Linked DNA regions of Mus musculus: regions 1, 2 and 4 are each linked to region 3. A link is a contact called in public Hi-C, HiChIP or PLAC-seq and promoter capture Hi-C data. All regions are on one chromosome and are shown on one strand. The core of a region is the stretch at or near the end of the contact, and the rest is flanking DNA. Distances in the headings are between cores, read along the strand shown.

The links. Promoter capture Hi-C pulls out the DNA fragments that hold promoters and counts their contacts. A called contact is a pair of places that touch in the nucleus more often than the background predicts. HiChIP or PLAC-seq counts read pairs in DNA pulled down with a chosen protein or histone mark.
Region 1: an H3K4me3 HiChIP or PLAC-seq map of embryonic forebrain shows a contact between it and region 3, with 5 times the contacts expected there. The contact joins the enhancer-like site here to the promoter of Nr2f2 in region 3. A contact is called at or near these places in 5 of 39 promoter capture datasets (the 3T3-L1 cell line, liver, maxillary cranial neural crest and 1 more), 6 of 484 Hi-C or Micro-C datasets (the 3T3-L1 cell line, the HL-1 cell line, the MC3T3-E1 cell line and 3 more), 7 of 115 datasets of contacts at active chromatin or transcription factors (craniofacial prominence, embryonic basal ganglia, embryonic forebrain and 4 more) and 1 of 9 other capture datasets (adipose tissue).
Region 2: a promoter capture Hi-C map of liver shows a contact between it and region 3, with 2.4 times the contacts expected there. The contact joins the enhancer-like site here to the promoter of Nr2f2 in region 3. A contact is called at or near these places in 2 of 39 promoter capture datasets (both in liver), 1 of 15 datasets of contacts at CTCF or cohesin (the NIH/3T3 cell line), 17 of 484 Hi-C or Micro-C datasets (embryonic stem cells, liver, nephron progenitors and 1 more), 8 of 115 datasets of contacts at active chromatin or transcription factors (the SCID.adh cell line, embryonic stem cells, fetal liver and 4 more) and 3 of 9 other capture datasets (adipose tissue, embryonic stem cells and pancreatic islet).
Region 4: a Hi-C map of the N1E-115 cell line shows a contact between it and region 3, with 2.4 times the contacts expected there. The contact joins the enhancer-like site here to the promoter of Nr2f2 in region 3. A contact is called at or near these places in 1 of 39 promoter capture datasets (the 3T3-L1 cell line), 1 of 484 Hi-C or Micro-C datasets (the N1E-115 cell line) and 1 of 9 other capture datasets (pancreatic islet).

The regions. Positions count from the first base shown.
Region 1 is chr7:70,117,009-70,120,229 of GRCm38.p6, forward strand. No RefSeq gene overlaps it. Among named protein-coding and RNA genes, the nearest start is that of Gm35271, 84 kb to the right of the region's middle. Within about 2 kb of position 1,628, at least 27 of the 459 cell types and tissues checked have an H3K27ac peak or open chromatin away from gene starts, as enhancers often do. A contact at or near this core is called in embryonic forebrain, where this site is marked.
Region 2 is chr7:70,498,136-70,501,433 of GRCm38.p6, forward strand. No RefSeq gene overlaps it. Among named protein-coding and RNA genes, the nearest start is that of Gm44812, 9.4 kb to the right of the region's middle. Within about 2 kb of position 1,281, at least 2 of the 459 cell types and tissues checked have an H3K27ac peak or open chromatin away from gene starts, as enhancers often do. A contact at or near this core is called in the SCID.adh cell line and liver, where this site is marked.
Region 3 is chr7:70,359,318-70,362,343 of GRCm38.p6, forward strand. It overlaps Nr2f2 (nuclear receptor subfamily 2, group F, member 2), which reads right to left and starts at 1,276. Exons shown (of 3, transcript NM_009697.3): 1 at 571-1,276. The coding sequence starts at 1,012.
Region 4 is chr7:70,208,535-70,211,744 of GRCm38.p6, forward strand. It overlaps Gm29683 (predicted gene, 29683), which reads right to left. Exons shown (of 4, transcript NR_131145.1): 2 at 740-854. Gm35325 (a long non-coding RNA gene) reads left to right here. Exons shown (of 4, transcript XR_391580.3): 3 at 1-205. Among named protein-coding and RNA genes, the nearest start is that of Gm35325, 2.8 kb to the left of the region's middle. Within about 2 kb of position 1,712, at least 1 of the 459 cell types and tissues checked has an H3K27ac peak or open chromatin away from gene starts, as enhancers often do. A contact at or near this core is called in the N1E-115 cell line, where this site is marked.

The DNA.
Region 1 (3,221 bases), core at 378-2,877, 240 kb before region 3:
TTGAGTTTTGTTTCCTTAGCAGAATGGCATCCTTTGGTCCTTCAGATTGAGCCTGGTACTCCCTGGGGCACAGAAGGACCACCAGCAACTTGGGACTCTTCCAGTCCCCGAATTCACTCAACAGTGTCCTGAGCTGGTCATGATTTTACTGATGTCAGTTTATCTCTTAAGCAGTCACTTTTGTTTGCGCTGTAAATGTCTGTGCTCCACAGGACAAACATGAGTGTCTTCGCCCACTTAAGACACAAGTGTGTAAATAGGCTGTGAAGAATATGATATCCTGTCAGAAAAGTCAAAAGGCCTTAGGGTGGTTTAAATGTTTTTTCTACACTCCTGGTGATATCTCAAAAGGGTCAAACCCAATCATAATTTATACAAAGGGTTAAGTAGAGTAGATTTATAACTCACTCCCAACTCATCCCATACAGCTGCATTCTAGTTCTCGAATGAGTGTTTTATGCTTTACCCTGTGTAGCCAAAATTACCAGTTAAACAGCAGTTTCCTGAGACTTGTGACTTGCAACATGAAGTTACCCTCACCTGGATGGGAGGCGTTTTTCTCTTGTACTTCCTCTTACAGCTGAGACATTCAGCATGAGAACTCATACCAAAAAAAAAAAAAAAAAAAAGTAAAGAAAAGTTGGTTGAACACAACAGAAGGTGGGGTAATTATTAAAAGCAATGTCCTGAAATTGCTAGGATTTGTCTGTTTCTGAACAAAATCCTGCAAAATTCTGCAACTGTGCAAGGTCCTCATACACTGCAGAAAGAAAAGGAGGGAGAACAACAGGGCGGGGGTTGAATCAACAAATTCAGAATACATCAAAAGGGAGGACTCTCGGAAGGTGAGGTAAGTTTCACAAGGCTCAGAGAGCTTAACCAAACTAGTTAGTTCCAGGTCTACATCAAAAGGAAGCGGCATTCCGCATCATCGCTAGCTTTTTCTGTGATGTTTTAGCCTTAATTTCAGAGTCATCAAAAGTCATGTAATAATTAAACCAAAAAAAAAAAAAAAAAAAAAAAACAGAAGGAGTGGGCTATCCCTTTAAAATTAGATCATGGCATGTATTAATATGCAGAATGAGTTGTCAATTGACCAGGCAACAAACGCACTTCCTCATTGACTCATTTTCACTTCTATCTATGAATATTTTAAAACCCTAATGTGCACTCGGCCATTTGGGTTTTAAGCGAAGACTTATCACAGTGTAAAACCCTTCATTTTTATCCCATAGCAGAGGGCTTCTTTTCCCTTTTTCCAGGGTGTCATTAAAAATCTGATGCCAAGAGCCAGGACTTGGCAAGGTCTGCAATATAATTTGCAATCTGCAGTGTTTGCTGGCTAGCCCCCCTGCCCCCCTCTTTTTTCCCCCTTACCAGCCTGCCTGCTAGAGTCAACAGGGGGCATCGCTCATCTGTCTAAAAGAAAAATAGCAGCATACTAATTAGAATTCTATTTGCCAGAAGCCTCGGAGTTGCTGTGCTTATAGATTTCAAGCTTCTTTTGTTTGAATTAAATTGCCAACTTTTTTTTTCTTCCGCCTTTGCGCTACCATGAGAGAGAGCGGGTGCCGTATTTGATTGAAGCGAGGGTAGGGGGAAGGTTGTGCGCGGGAAGGGGTTTCGCTATGGAAATACTGGGGAAATGTCAGGGTTGTGTTTTAAAATGCCTGGTATGCTTTTCAGGGGTTGACTCCTGTCTTTCTCAGAGTTGTTTTGGGGGAACTGGTGTTAAGTTCAAAGGGCATGGGGCTAGCTAGGGAGCTGAAGCCCCCAGGCTGACGTGGAAATTCTGGGGCAGAGCTGACACGCTCACCCCACGCAGAGCCAGATGGTCCTTGCTGGGATGAAATCCCGGGGCCAGGATCATAGAGCTGATTCAGAACAGAACACAGCGTCTCCTTGCTCGGCTAGATACGTTTCTCCTGGGTGGGAGGATAATGCCAGCCAGATCAACGTAGAATCAGCGCGATTAGACGAAGAGGACGGTCCGTGTTCAATGATCCCTGTTTTGAGGATGCCTTAGAAAAGTTTTCATGGTTCTTTATTAAAATGCCAAATTTTCCCATCAAGCCTTCGAAAAGCCATACCCATGCTGTGTTTCCAAAATTACCCAACAGCAGAAAATTAGGGTTCTAGAAAAATGGCAACAGGCTTTGTTGGAGGAAGACACAATGAATCAGCATAATCCCATTGTCAGGAGTTGCCATTTAAGTCTCAGTGTGTCCCTGAATCCCATAAAGGGTTCAGGACTAACCAAAAGGAAAGCTGGACCTGTGAAGCCGACCTCCTCCACAGTTAGCAGTTTGCCTCTGAACTAAGCTAATATAAAGGCTCATTATTAAGTTAATTGTCCTTTGAAACCCAAGAAACAAGAAACACAGGCACTACTGGATGCTTAAACACTTGGCAATGAAATTTACAGTCTAAATGCCATTGTCTATAAAATAATGTAGTGTTTTCTATAAAAAAATAATGTAGTATTTTCTACGTATGAATCATAAAGACCAAGTTGTACTCGATTTAGTTGAATTGGATTGACTGATACAGCGTAAGCGTCTAACTCTAGTTTTAATAAATTTTTACGGTAAGGAAAATACAGCGTTACTATTTTTAAAAAAACTGCTGTTTCTTGTGTATTTGAATAGAGGCATTCCTTCTCGAATTGTAGCTCTCAGGAAACTCACTCACACCCTCGAACAAAATGTACCTTTCTGCATGTGTGTGGTAAGGGAAAGCATTCCAAAGTGCTGAAAACCCAAGGTGAACCAGAACCTGGGCTTAGTAACTTCTGACTTCTCAGCAACTTGCTGTCTATTTCTGTTGGTAGGGTGTTACTGATCACCTGACACAGGAGAAGTGAGGAAGACCTCACTTTGGCAAGCTTGTGAGAGATGCGGGAGTCAATTCAAAGTCAGTCTCTTAAAAACCTGCTGATGGAGCATCTGCATGGAGAGACTGTGCTTACAGATGTTAACAAGGCTGTTCTTGAAATTGTATCTCAGCAGACAAGCTGTGAGGTCTGGTTCCTGCCTAAGCTGGACTCTACTTTCCCACATGTGTCTAGAGGTGCCAACAGTTTCAGACATTTAGAAATTCTTATTTCTTGTACTTGGGAGGAAAAAAAAAAAACAGCTCTGAGTTAAATGTCTATTTCTTTCCTCTGACACACATTCCTTTAAATTTCCTAATACCGCTCCAACCTGAGGTGCAGAATATTG
Region 2 (3,298 bases), core at 31-2,530, 140 kb after region 3:
ATTGTTTTAAAAAATAATTTCAGGGGGGAAATCATGGTGTACACTCAGGGTTACAGTGTAGTGATTCTGTCTATCTAGCAAATGTTCTCTAATCACTAGAGCACTGCATCGACACCCTGAGTACTTGCAAATTATTTGTGTAAGAACACTCACAATCCTTTCTGTGAGCTATTCTCTGTTACACAATGAATTGCTGTTCACCACAGCGATAAAGCTTGCACGTTCATTGTTGCCCCGTCTAAAGCCCATGTGTTAAAGGTTTGGTCTCCAGGGTGGTGGTGTTTGTTAGGAGGTATTGATGAATGGGAGTTCCTTGGGCCTTTGGGGGCATGCCATCCAAGAGTCTGTAGGACTATGGTCACTTATTCTTTAACCTTCTAGCCATGAGGTTGGCTCTGCCATGTTCTCCTCGCTGTGGCCATCTGGTCTCCCCACTGGACACCTTAAAACAGTGATTCTGCCTGTTCATGGGGAAGGGCTTCCAAAAATGTCATCCAAACATTCAAAAGATGCTACCCTTGTTTAAAAGTCTGTTATCTTGGGCATTGCATTCTAGTGATGGAAAGTTGACTAAAGCTATTATCCCATTGAGCTACAGAAGACCAGAAGCCATTTCTCCTCCTCAGGTGCACCCTTGTACACACTAAGCAACCTCTGTACATCTCCCTCCTTTCCCTACTTCCCAGTCTGTGAGGTCCATGCACTGCTCTCTAATTCCCTGAGATGCTACATGGCAGACATGCTATAGCTTCTGTCTTCTGGTGCCTGCTTTTTCCACTGAGTATAATGCTCTCTAGATTATCCATGCTGCCATAAATGATAGGGTCTCATGTTTTTATGGCTTGAATAGTGTGTGTATGTGTGTGTGTGTGTGTGAGAGAGAGAGAGAGAGAGAGAGAGAGAGAGAGAGTCCTCTATAGAATAACATATATTAATATATAGTAATATTACTTTATCCAACCACCTGCTGATGAACACCTCTGTCAAGACCTTATCAAGTCTCTCTTGAGTACTGAGGCATTTCCACAGCCTGGCATTTTCTCACATACATTTTGTTACTCTCTTTCTCTGGCTTTGACAGTGTCCTTTTCCTTGAACCTCAGCCTCCTCATCTATAGTCTAGAGGTTAGACTAAAATCACAGTCATTGATTCAGTGAAGACAGAGATGCCGGAGACACTCTGCTCCAGGAGTGTAGGTCTTGATATAGCAAGGCAGTTTGGGATTCTGGGTAAGAATGCTGGCTCTTCCTGGGATTAACTGTGTATCCTTTGTATGATAGCCAATTCAGTAAGAATGGATTCTTTCCATGGAAAAGAAGATCAATATGAGTTACTTAATAGGCTTATAGGACATCTCCTAGTAAAATAAATAAAACTAGTTATCTAGAAAGCAGAGCAAAAGAGCCTGTTAGTAGGCTCATTTTTTTTTCTTCCTTTCCTTTCCTGTCCTGTCCTGCTTTTGCTTTGTTTGAGAAAGCATTTCAGTATGTAGTCCTGGTTTACCTGGAACTCTCTTTGTAGACCAGGCTAGCCTCAAACTCAAAGAGATCTGCCCGCCTCTGTGTCCTGAATGCAGGGACTAAAGGGGTGCTTCACTGCTCCTTGCCTGTCCTGTTCAGTATGTCTAATATTTGAGTGCACGAGGACACTATGATGCTTTCCAGGCCATTGTCATAAACATTCAGTGAATGTTGGCTCTGCAGTGCATAATGTTAGAAGTTTGCAAATCTTGAGACTAGAGGCAGAGTGCTGCCTCTGTACCAAGTAGGTGAAAGACTGTGGGCAAAGACTTATGAATTCTATCACAACATCAGATAATGGACTAGTGCGGCATGTGATCTAATAATGTAAACAGTACCTCCTACCTTCACAAAGGAAGCAAGCCACCTGGGGAATCACAAAGGAGTGTCCTTGTAACCCAGTGGAGAAGACTCAGCTGGGGTCATCTGGAAGAAGAGACATGCAGAGATAGCTAAACTTTAGAGATGCGCATGCCCCAAATGAGGAGGATGTAGAGAAGACTCTGTGAGGCCAGAAAAGATAACCCATTGTATTGGGCCTAGGATTCCTGATGAGAAGATTTCACAATGTAGGCTAGGGATGAAGTAGAGAGGGACCAGACTATAAAGCCATTAGACCCTTGTAGAACCTCCAATGGCAGGCTCAGAAGCAACTACCCCAGTTTTATTCCACTTGCCACCAGGAAGCAAGTTTGTGTCTTAAACTTCATGCTCCTCCCTTTGAAACACATCTCCTTTGTGCTGCCTTTGGCTTGCTTGGTTTTATAGTCCACCTTAGCAGATGGTTAGTGGCTGTTATTAGTATAACCAAGCTTAAATAATTTGATTTTCAGGTTGGGTACTTAACAATTTCTCCTGTGGGCTTGATAGTCGAACTATACATTTATTGAAAAAAAATTGGTTTCTTCACATTTTATGTGAAAGCAGTGCTGGCCATTCATCTGCAAGCCACATATTAAAAATATCAGAGTGGAAATTTTACTCACATGGTTCTGAGTAGTGTTTTTAGTACTTGGCTGATACTCTGTTTCCTTATTACATGTATTGACTTATACATAAATAGTTATATGTATATATATAATATATATATATATATATCCTCATATATTATAAGTTATATCTGTGCTCTTATAGACTACTATAGTCACACATTAGAAATTCGAATAAAAAAGATGCGAACTCTGGACTGAGGTGCTTATGTCTGTCACTCCAGCATGTTAGATTAAGACAGGAAGATTGACATGAATTTCAGGTAAGCCTGGGCTATATAAGGGGACTGTATCTCAGAGATGGAAAGTGGGCCAGGAGGGGCAGAGGGGATGAGGAGAAGGAGTCGGGGGGGAGGAACAGAAGGGAGGAAGAAAGAACTCTATAATCATTTTGAAAGATCCCTCCTCCCTGCTTTTTCTTGGCCAAGTTTTGAGAACTCCACTTTATTTATTTATTTATGCATTCATTCATTCATTCATTCATTCATTTTTTTCAAAGTGAACAGATTTCAATGAGCCTTATGTCTTATAGGTACTGTCTAGTGTTTAGCTTTAGCAGGGTTTCCATGAAGTCAGAACATTTAAAAGTCTAGAGATTTCAAAGACTTTGGGTTTTTCTAAACAGTTCCACAGGTGTCAAGCCTTTGATCCCAGTGACTCTGTGAGGACACAGGTACCTCTGTTCCCAGGTTCCTTTACACCCGTAGGAGACATGCCCCAGCCACCTGCTTTCCTGCCCTCTCAGGCTTTGCCTTCTGGGCCACAGTTCTGGACTTACCTTCCCTCCC
Region 3 (3,026 bases), core at 26-2,525:
GGTCACATGAGCTCTGCCCAGGCGGCAGCGTTAATACGGCGAAGTGCATAAAATTGCCATTTGTAATTTGAACCTCCTGTACAAAAGTACAATCTCAGGTTGTTTTTTTTTTTTTCTGAAAAGGTGGGGGTTGGGGAGAGGGGTAAGGAGGAGGGACATATGTTGAACATGCAGGAAAAACAAGGAAAGAGAGAAAGGGAAGAGAGAGGGGGGGGACTTTAAAACAACAACAAACAACCCATTCCTTGCAGAAAGGTGAACTCTAATGAACTCTCAATCAATGCAAAGGAAAGGAAAAGCTGTCCGGAGAGGGAGAAAGAGAGAGAGGGGGAGAGGAAGAAAGAGTGGAGAAGGAAAGTCTACTAAAGCATGCGGACTGTAATGGGGGTGGGGGCTGATCTGGGTTGCAGTGCAGACCCCCACCCCCCTCCCCGGTTCCTAGTACCAAATCCCCTCCGACTGCAACCGGGAGAGCTCGGGGCTTCTGAGTCCTTACCCAGAGCAGGCTAGCCAAACGCACCCAGAGCCCCGGGACCGCGGGCGAAGGGGGAAGAAATGAGAGGCCGATACCTTCCCGTCTCATGCCCACTTTGAGGCACTTTTTGAGGCGGCAGTACTGGCACTGGTTGCGGTGGTGCTGGTCGATGGGACAGTTCCGGTTGGCGCGGCACGTGTAGCTCAGGTTCCTCCGCACGCTGCGCTTGAAGAAGCTCTTGCAGCCCTCGCACGTGAACTGGCCGTAGTGCTTGCCGCTCGACTTGTCCCCGCACACCACGCACTCGATGTGCTGCTGCTGCTGCTGCTTGTCGCTGCCCGGGCCGCCAGGGCCGCCCTGGCCGCCAGCCGCTGTCTGGGCCGGCGTGCTGGCCGGGCCCCCTTGGCCCGGCGTCTGTGGCGTGTGCGGGGCGCCAGGCGGCGGGCCCGGCACGGGCGGCGCCTGCGAGGCCTGGCTGCCCTGAGAGCCGGGCACCTCGTCCTGGGGGTCGCGCCACGTGCTGACTACCATTGCCATATCTATGGGGGCCGCGTCCGGACTTCTGCTCCCCTGGCTGCGGGCGGCGGCGGGGTGGCGGCGGCTCCCGGGTCTCGGGCTCCGGCGCGCCGCCTTTTGTGTGTGCGAGGGTGCGAGAGGGCGCGGGAGGGCGCCCCGGGTGGCTCAGGGCTAGTTGATTTGAGGTTGGTTAGTTTTTCCTTTTTTGTTTTTTTGTTTTTGCTTTTGCAAAGTTTTGTCGATTGCTTGTCTGGCCCGGTGTGTTTGTTTTGTTTGTTTCCCTCGGCTCAGCTTTGTTGGTTTCGGGGGGCTTTCCGTCCAGAGGGGAGGGCAAGGGGACAGGGGAAAGAGAGTGGGAGCAGAACGTGGAGAGAGGGAGGGGAGGGAGAGCTGCAAGTCGATTGTCTGGCTTCAAGACAGAAGTAGGAGGCAAAAAAAAAAAAAAAAAAATCTCTCTAAAGATCTCGCTCGCTCTCACTCTCCCTCCCTCTCTCCCTCTCTGGTTCACTCTCTCGCTCTCAGATCTAGTGTGCAGCGGAGGAGTTGGAGGAGGAGAAGGAGGAGGAGGAAGAGGAGGAGGAGGAAGAGGAGAAGGAGAAGGAGAGGCGACTGTCCGGGGGCCAAGTCCAGGGCAGCCCACAGTCAGCCATTCAGGAAAGCCATCGAAATCAGGAGGACTGGGAGAGCGGAGGCGCCGGGCGCGGGCGCGCCCTGGGAGCCAGGCAGGCCGGGGCGGAGGCCGGCGGCCCGCGGAGTGGCCGGAGCTCTGCCCGGGTCCGGGGGAATCAGCATGAAAGTGGTCCGCGTCCGGCGCTGCGCGGCGTCGTCCTGGCGCTGGGCCGCCGCCGCCTCCTGCCCCGGGCGCCTGGCGCGCGCCGCGCTCGCTCCGGACGCCGCCGCCGCCGCCGCCGCTCTCGGAGGCCGCTCGTTGCTCTCCGCGGGCCGCCCGGGCCGCCGCCGCCGCCGCCGAAGCCTCCGGGTCGGGCCCGGAGCCGCTGCGTCTAGCGCCGCCGCCGCCGGTGGAGTCGCTGCTGCTGCCGCTGCTGCCGCCGCCGGTGGAGCCGCTGCTGCTGCTGCTGCTGCTGCTGCTGCCGCCGCCGCCTCACACACATAGGGAAAGAGTCAACTCGCCGGCGGCGGGGGAGAGATGATAAGAGAGAAAGGAGGGCAGATCAGCACCTAGAAGCGCATCCTTCGTGCGCAGAGGGGGGAGAAACGGAGAGAAAGAATGAAAGAGGGAAGAGCAGCGCGGCACCCGGAGAAAGGAGGCAACTCCGGCAGAGGAGGAGGAGGAGAAGAAAACACACACGCGCGCACGCACGCACACACCGCGGAGAGAAAAGAGCAGAATCAAAGTGATCAAATATGCTAAAAAGGGGGGCGCGGGAGGGAATGCGATTTATAGGCGCCGGGGCTGGCAGAAGTGGCTTCTCCGCGATCAGCTCACTGAGCTCTCTATATAGTGAACTTTGACACGACTGCTGCAACTTAGCGCACGTTGCCATGGCGACGGCGCGCCTTATAAGGCAGCCGCCGGGGTTGGCCTGGCCCGGCGCGCGCGCGCCGCCCCCTCGTCGTCATTGGCCGGAGCGCAGCGGCCCCGCCATGGCGGCAGCGGGAGCAGCCCGGTCCTAGCGCGAGCGGCGTCGAGACAGCCGCACGGGGCGCGCGGGGACGGAGGGGGGCGGGGACGGGTGGCCGCGCGGTCCTGGCCACAGAGAGGGGGATGGGCCCGGGTGGACCCCGGAGCGCGGACCCCGGCCGCCCCGCATCGGGCACAGTGGTTTCCGCCCTGGCGGCAAGACTAGCGCGCGGCGCACACACTACGACTCTTAAAGGCTCCGCAAGGGGTTGAGGATGGAGCCAAAGACTTAGTCTCTCGCAACTTGGCGATGCCTCTAAATGCGCCGCTCGCGGTCCACCCGGGACTCCCGGCGCATTATGTAGAACCCACTATTCCAAAAGACTGAATAATGCTCTCCCCTTCTTTGTAGAGGGGTACGCAGCGGAGGTGGCAAGGTGCCGGGATCTGGGC
Region 4 (3,210 bases), core at 462-2,961, 150 kb before region 3:
TGCACCCATTAAGATGTTTTGGGCCACAAGCGGACTCCTGACTGGAAGAGTTTAAGTAATGGGAGTTCTGGCTTCTGTGAATAGCGGCAGGTCACAGGAAATGGAAGCAAGGCCCATCAGACCCAAGTGGACCAGAAAGACACTCTCTTCACCCGAGGAGCCCGAGAAAGTCACCTCAGCTCCACTCAGCTCTAAATGTGAATGGGTAAAGAAACAGAGAGCAAATTCTCCCCCTCCCTCCCTCCCTCCCCCCCCCTTTCTGCTGTACCTCTTCTGCCTCTCTCCGGATTCTTCCTCTCTCTTTCTCACTCGCTTCCTCTTCCCTCTCCCCGTCTGACCTCTTCCCTCCTTTTTCCTCCTTTCTCTAACTCTCCTTCCCTTCCTCCATTAATTTCAGAAAATTTCCTTCAGCTTCTTCAAAGTCTGCCTCCTCCCCTCCTTCTCCGTGCTCTGAGGATTCATCTTCCTGAATCAAGGCCGATTCCCTTGGCCCTCTGCTTTCCCATGGCTACCTCCATGCTAAGTAGCATCCATCAGTCTTGCTACTGGAGTGTCTCCAACAGCTCTGCCTGGTTTCTCCTGGCTCTGGACCCTAATCCTGCTCACCCTCTCAGTCCCAGCGTGATAAAGACTCCCCACCAGTTGTAGCCCCACAGTGAGTCTTCAGCCTTTGTAGGCCTCCCATAACCCCACTCAGACCTTTGTAAATAGTCGCTTTATTAAATTCTCCCTTAATTACCGTGTTAGAGGGGGCCATCTGTTTCCTGCTGGGACACTGACTGATACAAGAAAATTCTTCCCCAAGAGTTATCCAACACACCATCTCTCCTGCTGCCATCTCCTACTCTCTGCCTCTGTCAAAGAAGAAAAGACAGAAAATCTTTTTTATCAGTACTTGGAATTGAACTTAGGGCCCCAAGCATCGTGGGCAATTGCTCTATCTCTGAGCTATATTCCTCCCCCCACAACCCCCCCTTGCCATTTTTTCATTGTGTTTTTTGCTTTGTTTGAGACAAGGATTTCATTAACTTGCTCAGACTGCCCTTAAAAGTGTGGTCATCCTGGCTCATGACCTAAAGCATCTAGAATTACATGCCTGAACCACCAGGCCCAACAAAATCGCAAACCTTTCCGTTCGGTCTCCAGAAGCAGCCTGGGGAGCAGGGGGCAAGTAGGGATAGGGGGGGAAATCCTAGGAAAGTAAGGATCTGATATTTCAGAGGCTGACACGGTGACTGCTTGCCAACCAACAATATCTCCCACGGGGGTACTACAAAGAGAAAACTGCCTACTGTAGTGTCATCTAGACCTGCAGTTCCAGCTGCTCAAAAGGCTGAGGCAAGAGCATTTCTTGATCCTAGGAGTTCAAGGCCACCCTGGGCAATGATACAAAAACTGACTCATGATACCAACAACATAATAATAACTTTAATATAATGTGAATGCATATATATATATATGTTATATATTATAATAAATAATGCCTGTAAGTATTATTCTAGAGAAAAATCAGACAGATGCATATCCCTCCTATATTATGGAAGCAAGCTTATGAATGAGTTACCTACAATTCTCATAGTCGCTGTGGCTCCTCAGGAAAGATGGACTGGGACTGGAAAGATGGATTAGGGACAATTGTCTGCAGAGGCCAGGGCATTCTATCGCCTGCATCTGGAGTTACAGGTGGTTGGGAGACTCCCAACACGTGTGTGAAAATTGAACTTCAGTCCTCCGAAAGATCAGCAAGAGCTCTCAACCTCTGAGCCATCTCTCTAGCCCCGATTTCAGTTTCTAACACTATTAACACTAGCAGACAGAACCACATAAACAGAGGCTAAGAGTGTTGAATTTTTTTTTTACTGTAAAACTTGAACATTTCTGATCTACTAACAAGAGATTTGTTAAAAAGATGGACTAGCTGGAAAAGGATACCAGCTGCCTGTTGCAGACTCATGGGCATGTCGTCAGAGGACCGGACACTATAAGAAAACCCTTAGCTGGAAAATGGCCAAGCTTTTCCTTCAAACTGAAACTATAATGGGACAACACATGTACAGTTGAATACCAGCCCTGGAAAGGTAAATTTCACACCTAGGTCTTCGCACTCAATTAACCTAATCTAGAAGTCTCTAGGAGACATGGCTGGGGGATTAACTAGGTGATTCTAGTTACTTTTGGTTGGCTATCAATATTAGTCTTCCTTCTCAGCAGGTGCATAGGAAGCTAGAGCTTTTGACCAGCTCAGGAAAGCATCGGCACTATGTCGAACAAAGCCTTAGGAAAGAAACTCGCCCCGCTTTTGTTAGTATTTTGGAAATACGAGTCCAGAGATTTTGATACAGTGATAAGTACCCAGTAAGGAGACGGGATGAGTCTATATTCCTTCTTTACCACCAACCACCACAGTACAGGAGCAGAAAAACAGGTCACCCACACTCTCATGGACCTCACTGACACCCACCACGGCAGACGACAGGATCTGCTGTCTTGTTCACAGTTGAGAATTACTGGTCAGTGCTCTCCTTCTCATATGCAATCTTTATGTCTAGTATCCCAAGCTGTCCTTAAGGCCAGTCCCACAGTCTATATCTGCATAACAGCTAACACACAAAAGTGGGCTTGTTGACCAAAGGATTCCAGTCTCCCATCACTGAGACCTACTGATAAATAACAAATATCCCGTTAGTAGATGAGAAATGTTCAAGTTCTCTAGGGTCATGATTCTTTTACAGTCCAAAAAGAAAAAAAAAATCAACACTCTGAGCCTCTCTTTATGTGGTTCTGTCTGCTAGTGTTAATAGTGTTAGAAACTCTGAGATGGCTCAGAGGTTGAGAGCTCTTGCTGATCTTTCAGAGGACTGAAGTTCAATTTTCACACCAGTGTTGGGAGTCTCCCAACCACCTGTAACTCCAGATGCAGGCAACAGAATGCCCTGGCCTCTGCAGACAATTGTATCCATGTACTCATGTGTGCATACACATACACACACATACACACACACACACACACACACACACACACACACACACAAACACACACACATACACATACAATTAGAAATAAAAGTAACAAATTGAAAAGTGTTTAAAGTATGTTTATTCATTTATGTTTAGATAACAAAATATAAGCAATTATATGTTAACATAAATGACACATGCTTATAAAAAATAATCTTTTCCAAAGGAAGAAATATGAGAGGAGAACTGTGT